2 separate regions of the Zea mays genome follow, and region 1 is linked to region 2. The links are chromatin contacts, called in public Hi-C maps. All regions are on one chromosome and are shown on one strand. Each heading gives the region's core, a stretch centred on a gene start, on an enhancer-like site or on the middle of the called end of the contact. The rest is flanking DNA. Distances are from core to core; before and after follow the strand shown. Region 1 has its middle 4.1 kb from the start of LOC103635384. Region 2 holds the start of LOC103635383.

Evidence for each region. A called contact is a pair of places that touch in the nucleus more often than the background predicts.
Region 1: a Hi-C map of endosperm shows a contact between it and region 2, with 2.0 times the contacts expected there. The contact joins the enhancer-like site here to the promoter of LOC103635383 in region 2. A contact is called at or near these places in 3 of 25 Hi-C or Micro-C datasets (ear, endosperm and leaf).

The regions. Positions count from the first base shown.
Region 1 is chr8:75,739,693-75,743,485 of Zm-B73-REFERENCE-NAM-5.0, forward strand. No RefSeq gene overlaps it. Among protein-coding and RNA genes, the nearest start is that of LOC103635384, 4.1 kb to the right of the region's middle. Within about 2 kb of position 1,964, at least 4 of the 20 cell types and tissues checked have an H3K27ac peak or open chromatin away from gene starts, as enhancers often do. A contact at or near this core is called in endosperm, where this site is marked.
Region 2 is chr8:75,653,599-75,657,835 of Zm-B73-REFERENCE-NAM-5.0, forward strand. LOC103635383 reads left to right here and starts at 2,268. Exons shown (of 3, transcript XM_008657848.4): 1 at 2,268-4,237. The coding sequence starts at 2,456.

The DNA.
Region 1 (3,793 bases), core at 714-3,213, 86 kb after region 2:
TACACTTTGTTATTATATGTGATGTTCTTCGTTGCCGCACATATGAGACGCACCCGACTTTATTCCCTTAAATCTGGGTGTGAAATGTTGCTTGGTTGTGCTTTCTTCATCTCTTTCTAAACTCTCTAAGTGATTTGTAAAGCTAGCAAGAGACACCTAAGTATGTGGTGATTCTTGCGGGGTCTTTGTGACCCTTGAGATTAAGAAGAAGTACTCAACCGGTCTAGGTGATCAATTGAGAGAGGGAAAGGGTTGAAAAGACTCAGCCTCCGTGGCCCCCTCAACGGGGAGTAGATTCATTGGAACCGAACCTCGGGAAACAAATCGTCATGTTCATTTGTGTTGATCACCACCATTCGATTTATTTCTTCACTCTCCCCTCTCTATAAAAGTTCTCTTGCTCATAATCCTTTTGAGTTAGCTCCCAAAGTTATCTGCATTGATTGAGCAACTCATAGCAAGAAGAACTCTCTTCTGCACTCCGTATTCATTATTATTTGTTTCTAGTCCTAACCCTAGGTAAAGTACGTGTTCAAAGTTTACAATTTACAGGTTTCGCCTATTCACCCCCTCTAAGCGACTTTCAAAATCATACCTTGCTTTTACATTTGCATCTCTTTAAGCCTTAGCCCATATTCAGACAAAACAATATGTGTTGAGCATCTAATCACCAAAACATAATAGAAATGGCCAAAGGGCACATTTCCCTTTCAGTATTACACGCGACAAACACATTTGCCGGCTCAAGCCCTCTAGACCATTCCCATTATCTGGCATTTGCGATTTGGGGACTAGACTTGGTCGGGCCTTTCAAGAAAGCGGCCAGGGGCTGCACCCACCTGCTTGTGGTGGTGGACACGTTCACTAAATGGATTGAGGCCAGACTTGTTGCCAAGATCACATCGTCGGAGGCCGCCTCCTTTTTCAGCGACATCGTCTACCATTTTGGGGTGCCCAAGTCTGACTCCATCATCATTGACAATGGAACCCAGTTTATCGGAGAGCCGTCCCTACAGTTTTGCGATGATTTCAACATCCGTGTCGACAAGGCCGCGGTGGCGCACCCGGAAGCCAATGGATAGGGCGAGCGAGCAAATAGCCTAATCCTACAGAGCCTCAAACCGCGGATTTTCGACAAGCTGAAAAAATCCACCGGACGGTGGCCGACCTAGCTACCAGCGGTACTCTAGAGCCATCGGACCACATCGTCCAGAGCGTTAGGCTGCACGCCTTTCTTCCTGGCATTTGGCACGGAAGCCATGTTAACATCAAAGATAGAATATGGTTCCCCGAGGACCGAGGCTTACCATGACGCGCGAGCGACCACTGACGCACACCTCGCAGTCGACCTACTCGATAGAGAACACAACTCAGTCGTGGTTTGCTCCGCCAAGTATCAACAAGACCTGCGACGCTACCATGACCGATAGGTGCACGCTAGATCGTTCAACGTTGGAGACCTAGTGCAATAAAGGGTGATGACCACCAAGGACAAACATAAGCTCTCGCCTCCATGGGAGAGGCCCTACATCATCGCCAAGATCATGCGTCTCAGAGCCTGCCAACTCAAGGACAACGATGGCAACCTAATTTCTAATGCATGGAACATCGAAAACCTGAGGAGGTTCTACGCCTGAGCCGTCGTACTCAGTCAATTTCGTCGTCGCACAAAGGAAAGCGGAACACGCCAACCTAATCGTCGTATCCCGCTCGGGGGCTGGAGGACAGGTACCCAAGATTCACAGTCCGCTACAAGACATCCTCATCCAAAAGGACCACAACATCAAAGGAACCGATCACAAGGCGTCATAAATAACACAACGTTCAAACATCCACCCATCCAGTTAGAAGGTTTGCTACAAAACATCAAAACAAGAAAAGAACATAACCCTTAGGCACTGGGAGGCGGCACCGGGCTCAGAGGCCCCCTTAGAAGCATCTTCACGTCAACCCGGCTGGCAAGTGAGCAGGCGTGAGGGTGCACTTGTTCTTCAATAGCAACCAAATCTTTGTCGCTCTGGCCAGTGACGAACCCCTTCGCGATCATGCATGTGTCAATCTCGTTGAAATGGGATACCATCTGGCCCAAGGCTAGGCTACCCCCATGGAACGCCCCTTCGAAGACCACACGTTCCACGTGACCAGGAAGTGCCCGTAGCCGGTCAAGTAGAGGCGTCTAGGCTCATGGTGGAGGAGCGAGGTGGTCGTACACCTCACTCGTAGGTAGGTGCAGCTCTTGCAGTTCGGCACCGCACTCCTTCAGTGAGATTTGCACTTGAGCCTACGCGACAATGGCACCGCCGCACACAATTGAGAGCTTGCGTGCTTCATACTCTACCGCCTTCTTTGCCTCCTCGACTACCTTCGTAGCGTAGTGAGCCTCGAAAACTCCTTCTGAAGATCTATTGGAGACAAACCGTGGAAGCGACCATTAGCACCAAAGACCAAACAAAAGCATGACCCAAACAAAGGGTGCCTACCTGTAACGCCCTGAATTTGAGGGTATAAAATTTCTTCTCCAATATTCACCAAATTCAGGCATTACCTTCTTTCTCTCTTTCTTTTCTGCTCCTTCCTCCCATTTTCAAAGTAATATTGAGATTTATGTCCGTGCCATGTGTAAGCAAAACCCTAAGGTGATATCGTTGTTGCATCATGTTGGAGCATATTTATTTTTGTTTGATGTCATGCTTAGGTGTGCATCCAATTAATTTAGGGTTCTATTCGATAAGTAAATTTAATTATAAAGAAGCGAGGATGATTAATTAAAGGAAGGAAGAGGAGAAGTGGCCTGACGTGTGGCCCCACGCGGCCTAGCCCCCCCCCCCATGCGCGCCCAACCACCCTCCCCCTCCTCTCCCACACACCCATGATCTAGGTCATGTGTCTGTATAATTGATATGTTTCATTGTGTGGTGTATTTTTTCTTTCTATGTTAAGAATGTGGAATGTATGTTTGCACTCGTATAGATAATAGTACGTTGGCGGAGTTTGAGGAAGTTGCAGGAGAGGACCCTAAGCAGCAGCTGGTTGGTGAAGGCAAGTGTCCTCTGACCTATCTATGTCCTACTCATTTTATAATTCATCTCCCCCTAATTTACATAATTTGTACCTAAGGATTTACTAATCTTTTGTTTATCTTTTCCTTGATCACCTAATTGGGTTGGATTATATCTGGATTAGCTTTATGCTAGTGCTCTAATCTAATCAATGAACATGGTGAGACTATTTATGATACGACATTTACTTCTGGATATGGTTATGGCATTGTGATACTTAAGGGGGATCGAGCTGTTTCTTGAGTGCCTCTCTGTAAGGACTTGTTCATTGGATGACCACCCAGGATAAAAGTACAACCATGAGGGTGGAATGCGACGCCCTTATCTAATTAATTAGAGGAACTAAGGTGTAGTTTGCTTCGTCGTCGTGCCGTCAATGGGGCTCAGTGTACGAGGCTCGCTCTGCCAAGGTTGGTTTGCCCCTTGGGGAGGAGTGCGATACATTTACGAAACCTAACGGGTGACTGTATCTGCGAGTAATCTTTGTAAAGGCTTCGTAGTGAATCTATAGCCACTCACCTCGAGAGTGAACAAGGGTCTTGCAAACCTCGTGGGTAAAGTGTGTGACATCTACAGAGGGCTAGAAACTGATATATCAGTCGTGCTCACGGTTGTGAGCGACCTTGAGAGCTCCTTTGATTACAGATACTCTGAGTACGGATGATGATGAGGAGGAGGATAATGGTTATAATGGTGATGATTATGGATTCCGGTATTCTTTCCATTTAGAGGGA
Region 2 (4,237 bases), core at 1,018-3,517:
GGGGCACATGATAACCTCCTTGATGTCCTCCCTCGCTGTCAAGTCGTTCTTCACATAAAACCATTCTTCCATACAAGCTCCGGGCCATCTCTTCCGAAATGTTGGCACTGGGTGGCTTGCCTTGGGACGGGCGATAAACCCATAACAACCGAAGTTGTTGTGGTACTATTCTTTACTCATGGCCTTCGTCTCATACAGAAGTTCGTGCATGCTGTGGAAGCATTTCGCGCTTGGCTCTAACCCTTGGCTCCTTACTGCCCACACGAAAACCCCCATCCTTATTATGGCTTCGGGGGTGATCTGATGAAGGAAGATTTGGTAGGTTTTCAACACTTCAACTATAAACTTACTCAAAGGAAACCGAAGTCCAGCCTTGAAGAAGCTCCGATAGATCACAACTTCATTTTCTTCAGGGGCAGGGACGTTGTTGTCTCCGCCAGCCCTTACAATAGACATATCCCAAAAGTATCTTCTTCTCATGTTCTCAAGATGACTTTGTTTGATGGTCGATTTACCGAAAATCGAATGACTTGGTCTCTAGGGCCGATCCTTAGAATCTTCGCCCCCACTTTCAGTATCATAACTATCACTGTCACCGGTATCTTCAGACAGACCCTCCAGTATCTTCTTAGTAATCTTCTCTGTATTTGTTTTTGCCATTGACTCGATAAATCCAGCAATGTAAGGATTCACAGCCTTCTTCTCCTCAAAAAGCTTCTCCTCTTCAGTCAGCTTCGTCTCAGCAACAACCTTCTTGTCTTGAGACATTTCTCCTTCAGAAATGACGAAAATGCATCTTTTTAATCCAAGCTCAGAAACCTTGAAAAACTAGCAAGCGTTAGTGAGCAAGAGCTATGAAATTGAGGAAGTAAAGCAAATGGCACAAGCAATATATCAAAGATAGCTGGTGTGAGTTCTTATTTATATGCTCAGCACGCTCCAAATTGGGGGGCCCCGTCTGTCATTGACTGTTGCTATTCTAGCAAAGGGAAGGTGTTTTTTCGGCCTTTCGGCTTAAGGCCTTCGTCCATGTCGCAGTCAATTCGTTATCTTAAACAAATTAATACTGCGAGGGGCTACTATTGGCGGCATTCGTCCTCTGAAGGTCCTCAAAAACGTAATTTAACAATATCTTCCAAGTGTGACATATGAACAGGTACCTTCGGACTCGGGTTAAAAGCATATACAATGTAAAAAGCATGATCGTGACGAAGGTTGGAGTTGCTTCAAAGCTACGCGCAAGGGAGCTTCGGCTAAATAGCGGAAAAAGGAACCGACTTAAAGGGGAAAAGACTATCTAGTCCTCATAGATTTGTCTATAAGTCAATAGTAAATATAAAGGACATAAATTACATTCTCACAGGCTGCGTCCTGTGCCTATAAATAGACGAACAATACTCATGTACTGTTCACGCTGATTTGTATTCACTTGTGTGTTACTCTTGTACTTTTACCTTCTTTCAAGCCGAAGGTACATTTATAATTCAATATTGTTTTTACCTTTTTATGGTAATATGATGATGATGAATTAATAATATTATATGATTGTTTATGTTGTCTCTTATATTTCATATGTTTCTCTTTTCATTAACATATATCACAATCTATGAAGACATGTCTTTCAAAACCTTCGTCTAAAGATCATTATATTCTAAGGGAAATAATGCTTCGAATGACGAAGGACAATAACGTTTAACATTTTGTGTTGTCTTATTGTTAATTCATAGCATTTAAGAACAAGTGACCAACAAACATAAACACACAGGGACATTATTTGAGTGAGAAATTATATCTATACTGCTAGTCTGCCAGCTAGTCTGCTAGTACTTGCAAGCCAGGACGCAGGAGCAGAGGTGCTAGCCGTGTGGTGGAAGTGGAACCGGAGACAATTGCAAGCCAGCCAGCTAGAGCTAGGAGACAACCGCGAGAGGGACTGTCGTCTCGTCGTCAACCGAGGTCCGAGAGGGCGAGGCGGCTGTGGCTTAGCAGGCAGCACGCAGCAGCTGGGCAGGGGCAACTTGGGCCTTGCGGCTTAGCAGGCAGCACGCAGGTTTTGTGCGTTCAACTTGGGCCTTGGGCCGGAATCTGATCGCTGGAAGCCTAGAAGAGTGGAAGACAAGAACTAAAAGGTCCAGAACCGAATAGCCTAAACGGTATGAAAAAAACGGGATTTTTTCGAATCAAAACGGTAACCGCAAAAACGAAAAAAAAAACAGTCTGCTCGTTTTCGATACCGTTATCGAAGACAATCTAACCGTTTTCGTCCGGAAACCGAAACCCGAAATATACGAAAACGATCCGAAAAAACCGGTAGTCAGAACGGGACGGTACAGGATGGGATTTTTCGGTACCGTTTTCATCCCTAGCTCGAGCCAAGGAGTCCGGCGGAAGGCCGCCGGTGTGCGAAACAGCGTCAGCGTCGAGAGGAGAAAAAGTCACCGCGAGTCCAGGATCCATGCTGAGGCACTTGGTCCGGACGGGCCAGCTCGCCGACGCGAGGAGCCTATTCGACGCGATGCCGCGCCGCGACGAGGTCGCCTACGCGACTCTTCTCTCGGGCTATGCCGCGGCAGCTGACTTCCCGGGCGCTATGGCGCTCTTCTCCCGCTTCCGCGCCTCCTCCTCCCAGCCACACGACGCCGCGGATCCGTTCATCCTCAGCCCCGTCCTCAAGGCGTGCGCTTCCGCTGCCGCCAGCGCAGGGCTCCTCCCCCTCCCTCACGCCGCCGCGGCGGCCGCTCTGCACGCGTTCGCCGTCCGCTCCTCCTCCCTGCCGTCCGTGTTCGTCTCCACGGCGCTCGCGGACGCCTACGCCAAGGCCGGCCGCCTCGACCTGGCGCTGCAGGTGCTCGACGAAATGCCCAGCAGGAACGTGGTCTCGTGGACCACGCTCGTCGCCTCGCTGGCGCGTGCTGGCCGGCGGCACGACGCGCTCCGCCGCTTCGCCGAGATGCGGGCCTCCGGCGTGGCCTGCGACTCCCACGCCTGCTCGGCGGCTCTCACGGCGTGCGCCGACGCGGGGCTGCTGCCACGCGGCCGCGAGGTGCACGCGCTCTGCGCCAAGCTCGGCCTCGACGCCGTGCCCTTCGTCGCCAACGCGCTCGCGGCGCTGTACGCGCGGTGCGGCGATGTCGACCGCGCGCTGGCCGCGGTCGGCCGCATGGGCTCGCACGACGTTGCCGTGTGCACAACGCTGATCGCATCCTACGTCCAGACCGGCCGCACGGAGGAAGCCATCGAGGCGTTTGTGAGAATGCTTCGCGATGAGTCGTCAAATTCTGCTTCACCAAATGAGTATACGTTCTCTGCCGTAATTGCCGCGTGTCCAAATATGGATCGTGCATATCTTGGAGAGCAGTTACATGCACAAGCTGCACGGAGAGGGCTATCTCATGCCCGCTCTGTGGCCAATTCCCTTGTCAAACTCTATTCCCGCCGTGGCCATCTTTCAGCTGCTGATGCTATCTTCCGGGAGAGTGTCGTCAAGGATGTTGTCTCCTGGAGCACAATTATATCAGGATACACACAAGAAGGCCTCGCCGAGGAGTCTTTTGCCTTGTTCTCAGAAATGCGGCATCACAGTAGCTGCCCTCGGCCGAATGAGTTTACTCTTGCCAGTCTCTTCAGTGTGTGTGCAAGTGCTGCGTCGCTGGATACTGGACGCCAGCTGCATGCACTCGCTGTTGCTGCTGGGCTTGAACACCATGCAATGGTCAGGAGTGCGCTTGTTAACATGTATGGAAAGGGTGGTAGCATGTCAGATGCTAATGTCGTATTTTCCAATCGCACTAAAGATGATGTGATTTCATGGACTGCGATGATCGTTGGGCATGCTGAGCATGGTCACAGCAAAGAGGCTTTTGAACTGTTTGAGGAAATGTGCCGTATCGGGCTAAAGCCAGACCATGTTACGTTCATTGGTGTACTCACTGCTTGCTCTCACGCGGGGGAACTTGAGCTCGGATTGAGATACCTCAATGCAATGAACAAAAGCTATGGGCTGGAGCCTGAAAAGGAGCACTACGGTTGTGTTGTTGATTTGTTAGCCAGAGCTGGTAGAATACATGAGGCTGAGGAGTTGATTGGAAGAATTGCTGCTGAGGAAAGAGATGGTGTGGTTTGGACATCCTTGCTTAGGGCATGTGCTGCTCGAGGGGCAGAGGAAACTGGAAAGATAGCTGCAGAGAGGATGATGGAGGCAGAGCCATGGGGTTCAGGAGCACATGTGGTGATGGCC